Linked DNA regions of Mus musculus: region 2 is linked to region 1. The links are chromatin contacts, called in public promoter capture Hi-C maps. All regions are on one chromosome and are shown on one strand. The core of a region is the stretch at or near the end of the contact, and the rest is flanking DNA. Distances in the headings are between cores, read along the strand shown. Region 1 holds the start of Bag6 (BCL2-associated athanogene 6). Region 2 holds the start of Lst1 (leukocyte specific transcript 1).

Region 1 (4,140 bases), core at 825-3,324:
GGCGTGGTGGCGCACGCCTTTAATCCCAGCACTCCGGAGGCAGAGGCAGGCGGATTTCTGAGTTCGAGGTTGTTACAACCATCTGTAACAAAGTAGGGGCTATAGTTTGGGGCTATAGTTTCCTAACTTCCACATGAAGAAAAGGCCACAGGTTGCAGAGTCTGACCTTCTCAGGCACCAAGTGCACACAAGGTGCACATGTGTATTTCCAGAGAAAGCACTCACATATAAAATAAAAACAAATACAATCTTCTAAAAGAAACCAAAAATACACACAACCCAAAACAACCATTACCACCATGGGGTTGGGAGGCAGGGTCTGGAAAGATAACTAACAAAGGTCAGAAAGGAACACACAATATACGGTTCAGTAGTAAGTGCTCTGTGCTAGGTCCAAGGTTCAGTACCCATCAGAACCACATACATGCAATAAATAAATAAATAAAAATAAGGGAAGGTGGAAAAAAAGAACAAACAAACCAAAAATAGCAATAGCATACAACTGAAATTCCAAGCTTGGAAAGCAGAGACAGGAGGATCATGAGTACAAGACCATCAGTTCTAAGACATTTCACTATGTAAGAAAAAAAGGACCAAGCCAAGTCAGATGTGGTCCTCTGTTATAGTGCATATAATCCTAGCACATAGACGACCACATAGACGACGAAGGCACAGTGGTCAGAGGCCAAAGTTAGCCTGGGCTATAGGAGATCCTGTGCCCACCTCCCGGAAAGACATTAAGTAATTCTTGGTAGGGCCAAATTAACTATCACATGTACCTACAGACAAAAGTCTATGTGGCTTTTTAAATATCTGCTTTAAAAACCACAAAAATGACCTCCTCATGGTGGTTGTCTCAAAGAATTATGCAGTGGCCACAGTGCACTAAGGTCAGGAGGCTCAAACCATGCCTCAGCTATTGACAAGTCTACTTCACAGTGGATGAAAGCAGGTTTCCTTAATCTTATAAAAATAGTACCAAGCTGTGAACACTCTGTTTAAAAAAAAAAAAAAAAAACCCACACCAAACTTGTCTGAGGTCCCTGTGACACACCATTCTTGTCCAAGGTGCCCCCTGTGTTGTGTCTGGTCCCAAAGGCCAGAGTCATGTCTGTCTCTTTGGGCTGGGGTCTGCACAGAACAGGTATAGATCCCTCCTCTCTACTTTCCTCTTCACTGAGTTCTGTCAAAGTGAAGACAGACTCCAAATCGGCCTCACTCAACAGTAACCACATCCCCTCACTCAATAGGTACATCAGATGTCCTATCCAGTAAGGGACAAAAGAGTCAATGACAAGAAAATCAGGCGCATCCTTCTACAAAGTACTGGTGTCTCACCTGGGCCCCCACAATAAAAGTCCGAGTCTGAGAGTCCAGGGTCTTCACCAGTACCTCCAGGCTGTCAGGCTCCTCCATAGCGGTACTGGCACTATCACTCGGCTCCATGGCCGACAGCTCTCTAAAGAAGAACGAGGGGGGGGGGTTCGCTGTCGGTCGCACTGTATTTTATACACCCGGAAGCCTCTCTGGACCCAATCTCCGCCCCAATCCCTTCAAAGTTTCTCATACACAAGCAGATATATTCATCCTCCTTCTCATCCCCCCTTTTTGATTCGGGGGCACAGGAACAGAAACACAAAGGGTAGGAGATCGACGGCATAGGGAGATGAAGGACGAGAGGTGGGAGGGGCTCCACCATGCCAATCACAATAGGGAGAGCCAGTTGGGCTAGGAATCAGGGAAGCAAGCACGAGACCGACCAGAGGCCAGTGTCATCACCGGTCGCGACCGAGCAAGCGCCCGAGAGATCGGGAAATCCTAGGACAACGCGAGGGGTGGGGGGAGGGTCGCGCTAGACTCGGCAGAGAAAAGTGGCTTCGCGCACGCGCAGCACCACAATCGAACCCGCCTAAATCACCACCGACCCAAGACCGCGGACACTCACGGGAGGCTGGACGGGCTCGCTGACCGCCCCCGCCTTCCGCCTCCGCCTCTCCTCGGTATTCCAGCAACACGACTTAACCAACACGCGACCAAACACATACAAACACACATACACAGCCCACCACCCTGTGGCTCCGCCCCCGACGTCCCCACGGTACCGTCACTTCCGGTCTCCCCCAACCTGGCACCAAGGGCCACTTCCGTTTCCCCGATCGTATTTGGGGGGATCTCGAGGCGGTACTTCCGGCTCCCCCAGTCTCCCCCGATTTACTTTCGTGGGGCACGATGAGAAAGTCCACAGCCCCGAACAGTGAGTTTCTGGGGGGCGAGACGGGCCCGGGCCGGCCGAGATGGGAGGGAGCCGACCACCCGGAGGAGCCGCCGCCGCCGCCGTCGTCGCCCGGGGGACCGCACTGCGCCTGCGTGAGCGGCGCCACGCGTGCGCACACTCTAAGTACTTCCCCGCCCCCCTCCGGCTATGTGCGTTTCTTCCCTGCGCGCGCCAGAGTGCAACCGGACCGGGGTGGCTACTGGAAACGCCTAAAGAAAAATGACTGAGTGAGATGCTGTAATTTCCTCGAGAAAAATTGTGAGACTTGTGTGGAGTGCACCTCGTTAATCAACGTCCCATCTTGATGGTCAGAGACGTTTACAGGCACAATTCTAACTACCTAAAACTCTGCAAGACCTCTGGTCCTCCCATCATTTCTGTTCTTCCGGAAGCCACTCTTTTTCGTGGACGGCTGGTGGCGTTCCGCGGGCTGTGTTTGCTTGTGCCCGACTCTAGTTCCTGGCGGGATTAGGCCGGTTGGGCTCTTTGCAGACTTTGAGCATCCTGTTTATTGAGATCTCCGAGGGAGTGCCATGTTTAAGGATAAAAAAAAATTCTATTGCATTTTTTGGTTTTGAGACATTTCTGCTGCTTTTTAAGAGCTTTGTAGAAAAAAAGAAAGAAAAGAGAACGGGTGCCTTGCGGATCAGATTAAAGGACAAGACTTTAAGAAGGGACCAAGGGAATGGAGAGATGGCTCAAGAGATGAAGAGCACTGTCTGCTCTTCCAGAGGTCCTGAGTTCAATTCCCAGCAACTACATGGTGGCTCACAACCATCCGTAATGAGATCTGACACCCTCTTCTGGTGTGTCTGAAGACAGCGACAGTGTACTCACATACATAAAATAAATAAATCTTTAAAAAAGGAAAAGAAAAGCCGGGCGTGGTGGTGCACACCTTTAATCCCAGCACTTGGGAGGCAGAGGCAGGCGGATTTCTGAGTTCGAGGCCAGCCTGGTCTACAAAGTGAGTTCAAGGACAGCCAGGGCTACACAGAGAAACCCTGTCTCAAAAACAAACAAATAAAATAAAATAAATAAAATAAAATAAAATAAAATAGAAAAGAAAAGAAGGAAGAAAAAGAAAGGGGATTGAAAGGCCCACCGCCAAGGGAGTTGAACGGTTAAGTTTTTCTCTCTCTGCATTCTTCCCCACTTATTCTTAGATGCCAGTACTGATGAGACTTCCAGTAAGCATTGTATGATGAGACTTTTACATGCTGTCTCACTGTTACCCTGAATTGCCTGGAACTCATAAGGACAATGTTCCCCCCACCACCACCCAGTGCAGGGTTGTGTGTCACTCTAATAGACTATATTTACGTTTTGAATTTTTTTTTTCCAAGATAGGATTTCACTATGTAAGTCTGGATGTCCTGTAACTCACAGAAACCCACCTGCCTCTGCATCCCAGATGCTGGGATAATAGAAGTTAAATATTTTTAAAAATACTTTTCGGGGATGGAGGAGGGGTGTATGGCCTGCGTCTGCAACAGCACAGTGCAAATGTGGAGATCCGAGGGAAATGTGGTGTCCTCTCACTGTGTGGGGACCAGGGGATCTTCAGCTTGGGTTGCCATCTGCCAAGTACCCTCACTGCTGAGCCACTTCCCCAGTCCCACATTTAGTATTTTATTATAAAAATTTCTGCCGGGCGGTGGTGGCGCATGCCTTTAATCCCAGCATGTGGGAGGCAGAGGCAGGCGGATTTCTGAGTTCAAGGCCAGCCTGGTCTACAGAGTGAGTGCTAGGACAGCCAGGGCTACACAGAGAAACTCTGTCTCAAAAAAACAAAAATAAAGCCGGGCGTGGTGGTGCACACCTTTAATCCCAGCACTTGGGAGGCAGAGGCAGGCGGATTTCTG
Region 2 (4,140 bases), core at 1,064-3,563, 53 kb before region 1:
TGGGGACTCGAACTCAGTTCTTCATGCTTGTGCGGCCAGTGCTTTTACCAACAGAGCTCTCTCCTCACCCAATGTTTAAAAATTTTAAAAAAAATGTAATTATAAACTATAAAAAAGAAGAAACCCACTTAGATTGTGATCCCCATTTGTTCTGGGGGAAACACTGGGGGGGGAGTACCACAAAGTCCCTGAATTTGGTTAACAAAACATGCATAGGGACCCAGGCACCAGACTCACCCACCTCTGTCTCCATCCTAGCTACCAGCTTCCTCTCTGTTCAAAGATTGGGGTGTAGTCTTCTACACCCCTTTCTCTCTTGGTCACAGTGGCACTGAGAGACCTTCACCTCAGTCCCTCCTGCCCTCCTGCCAATGCCAGAATGCTGCCTTCTGTGGGAAGTTCTCCTTGATGCCCCAAGGCTTTGCTAACATCAGCTTCTCTCACCCACTTCCTGTCAGCATCTGTTAGCAGATTTAGTCTGACTACCTCTGACTTCCCTACTCCTTTGGTAGCACATCGATATCCTGCTGCATATAGCTGCCAGACACCAAGAGAGGTGCCCTGAGACACCCCAGAGTTATCTGGCACTCGAGGTGCTGGGAGCCCATGCCTATGCACAAACCACAAGATGATGAACCTTAAGGCGGCACCGCAGAGGGGGCCCCTGGAGGAGGTGGACATTCCTTTACCAGTACAGGGTGAACCGGGAGGCTGGGGCTGAGGGAGTAACCACCCTAATGATATCTAGGAATCTCAAAGGAAAGATGTAACACCATCTCCCAATGGCTATTCTTCCTCTCCTAGATGCAAGGAGGCACAGAGGCAGTGGAAAGAGGCTAAAACTGCGGGAGGGGCAGAATGCCTGCGGTGGGGAGCTTCTTTCCACTCTGAACAGTTGAATGTGTCCCCACTGTAAACCAAGAGTCTGGGTCAGCGGGGAGTGGGTGGAGATCCGGGATGAGACGGGAAACCTGCTGGGATAAATGGAGGCCAGACTATGGATTTGGAGTTCCCTGAACCCGAAGGAATCTGCATTCACACCCTACCCTCTGAGCTCTTGTGCCTTCATTTTCCAAAGAAAAGAAGCTGCAGCTGAAAGTGGTGGCCCGCCGTATACTCTGCAGGCTGAGGCAGGAAGATGGTGAGCCTCAGGTCAGCCTGGGCTACATAGCAAAATTCTGCTAATAATAATAACTACTAATAATAATCTGTTCTGTCCCTGATTCATCACAGCTCCTCAGGGGTCCCTCAAACCTACAGCATGCCCCTTATAACTGGGAGGTTCTGAGTTTCACGCTGTTGTCCCTCAAGTGAGGGGCCTCTATCTACCCTCAAACAGGAACCAGCAGTTAAAGGGCAGGAAGTACCCAAGGGGAAGTTAAAGCATTCTTGGTAGCCACTACTCCACACCAGCCAAATAAGGTCCTCCCTCCTGGGAAAGGGCACCCTTCTCTCTGGTTTCCCAGTGGTTCCCACAACTACTCCAGACCCTGGCTCCCTTGCCTTCACCAGCCCTCTCACCAGCATTCAGGATTGAGCAGTGTTTCCAGCTTCCTCCAAGTGCCCCCCCCCCCCGCTGCCTTTCCCACCCCCATCAGCCTGGGGCAGAGTAAATGGGAGGGGGCAATACAGCTAAACACTTTCTCTGCTACTTCTGAGTCTCCCTTGGCTTTTGCTTCTTTATTTTTTTGGGTTTTTTTTTGTTTGTTTGTTTGTTTGTTTTTTTGAGACAGGGTTTCTCTGTATAGCCCTGGCTGTCCTGGAACTCACTATGTAGACCAGGCTGGCCTTGAACTCAGAAATCCGCCTGCCTCTGCCTCCCAAGTGCTGGGATTAAAGGCGTGCGCCACCACGCCCCGGCTTTTGTTCGCTTCTTGAGACAGGGTCTCACTGTGTAGCTCTGGCTGTGCTTGAACTCACAGAGATCCATCTCTACCAATAGGGCTGCGTTGGGCTTTCCTTGTTAAAATCTCGGGCTCCTGGCCTGGAAAATGGGTACCACAATATGTTAAGACAAACATAAGCCAGGCAGTGGTAGCACACGCCTTTAATCCCAGCACTTGGGAGGCAGAGGCAGGTGGATTTCTGAGTTTGAGACCAGCCTGGTCTACAGAGTGAGTTCCAGGACAGCCAGGGCTACACAGAGAAACTCTGTCTCCAAAAAAAGCCAAAAAAACAAAAAAGAGAAAAAGACAAACATAAAATCCCCAGCCCAGTGAGGATGAGGACTGTAAAGGGGCCCCTTGCCTCAGAGATGGGGAACTTGGGGGCACGTGACTAACCCAAGCTATTAAGCCCAGCAGAAGAGGGATTAGTTTAGTCTTGACCTTCAGGCCTGTTCTCAGTCCCTGGACTATGTCTGATGACAATGGGATCTGGTAACAATTGCACAACCAGTAAGTAGGGACCCCTCCGTTCGGAAAGGGGAGGGATGTGAGGGCTGGAGAGTGAGGGAAGAAAAGCAGGGTTCAGGATTAGGAGAAGTGGTCAGAATGAGGCAGTACAGGTGGAAGAGGGGCCTCCTGAGACCCGGAAACAGTAGGGAGTGAGCATAGTCAGGAGAGGTAACCCGGTAGGTGAATCTCTAGAGGAAGTGAGAAGTTGAAGTCTGGGTAACAAATATGTCTGGGTAATGAATGTGTAGGCACGAAGCCCTGGGTTATAGTGTCTCCTGTAATCCCAGCACCAGAGAGGTGGGGTGGTCCGAAGGACTAGAAATCAAGGACATGACTTGTCTCTGCATGAGGCTTCAGGAAATTTGGAAGCAGCCTAAACTATAGAAGATACTGCAGAAAGAAAGAAAAAAAAAAAAAGCCAGGCAGTGGTGGTGCACACCTTTAATCCCAGAGTGGGGGGAGGTGGGAGTGAGGGGGCAAGAGGGCCGGAGGGGTTGGGATGGCGGACAGAGGCAGGAGGATCTCTGTGTGTGAGATCAAGACCAGCCTGGTCTAGAGTTCCAGGACAGCCAGAGCTCCACAGAGAAACCCTGTCTTTAAAAACAAAACAAAACAAGCAAACAAAAACTAATACAAAAATACAACACCGCCCCCCCCTCAAAATCTCCTAGAGTATATTTTCCTGTATTTTAAACTGTGAGAGGATAGCAGGGTCCTGGCTTTGACCCCAGAGCCACATAAAACAGCCATGGTAGTACACTCTTGCCAAGCTAGCACTTAAGACACGACACAGGGGTGTGAGGATCAGAAAGTCAAGCATACTCGGCTACTAGGAGAATCTAAGGCCTCCCAGGATACATGAGACTCTCAACATAAAGTGACAGAAAGGTGGGAGAGACATGGGTTGGGAGGGGGGAGAGGGAGAAAGGGCTTTGGAAATGACCAAGAGACTTTTTTTTTGTTGTTTTGTTTTGTTTTGTTTTTCGAGACAGGGTTTCTCTGTATAGCCCTGGCTGTCCTGGAACTCACTTTGTAGACCAGGCTGGCCTCGAACTCAGAAATCCGCCTGCCTCTGCCTCCCAAGTGCTGGGATTAAAGGTGTGCGCCACCACGCCCGGCTGAGACTTTTTATATATGTATGAAATTGTCAAAAAATAGAAAACAGGATTGATCGGGGAGAGGAAGATAGGATAAAATAAAAAATTGGGGAAGGGGGACCCAGGAAAAATATAGGAAGCTAGGAAACTTACATTTAACCAGGAGGTTGGGAAATTGGTGGGGAAAAAAAAAACCCTCTCAGAGATACTCCTTCCAGATGATTTCCTGCTAAATGGGAGCCTGGGACTGGGAGGGCTCCTCCTCCTGCTTGTCATCATCCTGTTCATCTGCTTGTGCCGGTTCAGTCAGAGAGGTAAGCCCTAGAGCATCTCGGTCACCCACAGCTTGCCCTCCACACCCTTCCTACTGCTAGAAAAGGCCAGAGTTGTCCAAAAGACCCAGGTTTTGGCTGTGGTTCCTATGGCAACCAGCGAGGTTGGAGGGGTGGGGCTCCAGTAGGTGTGTTGTGGAAGGCAGTTCTGGGGTGGAGACCTGCTGCTCTGGCGTTGGGGGCCTGGGGTGGGGTGCTATTCTGAGGTAGCAGATTCAATGAGAGGTGCTGTCCTAGGATGGATGAGCCAATGTGGGGTGCCATTCTGGCGGGGGGGGGGGTCAGGGAAGGGGTCTTACTGAACCATTTTTTTTT

The links. Capture Hi-C pulls out chosen DNA fragments and counts their contacts.
Region 2: a contact with region 1 is called in a promoter capture Hi-C map of adipose tissue. The contact joins the promoter of Lst1 here to the promoter of Bag6 in region 1. A contact is called at or near these places in 4 of 39 promoter capture datasets (the SN4741 cell line, embryonic stem cells and macrophages), 1 of 15 datasets of contacts at CTCF or cohesin (CD8 T cells), 4 of 484 Hi-C or Micro-C datasets (CD8 T cells, embryonic stem cells and peritoneal macrophages), 8 of 115 datasets of contacts at active chromatin or transcription factors (CD8 T cells, the HPC-7 cell line, the SCID.adh cell line and 3 more) and 4 of 9 other capture datasets (adipose tissue, liver, macrophages and 1 more).

The regions. Positions count from the first base shown.
Region 1 is chr17:35,133,434-35,137,573 of GRCm38.p6, reverse strand. It overlaps Bag6 (BCL2-associated athanogene 6), which reads right to left and starts at 2,074. Exons shown (of 26, transcript NM_001372261.1): 1 at 1,946-2,074; 2 at 1,339-1,459. The coding sequence starts at 1,446.
Region 2 is chr17:35,186,613-35,190,752 of GRCm38.p6, reverse strand. It overlaps Lst1 (leukocyte specific transcript 1), which reads left to right and starts at 2,313. Exons shown (of 4, transcript NM_010734.2): 1 at 2,313-2,396; 2 at 3,712-3,807. The coding sequence starts at 2,363.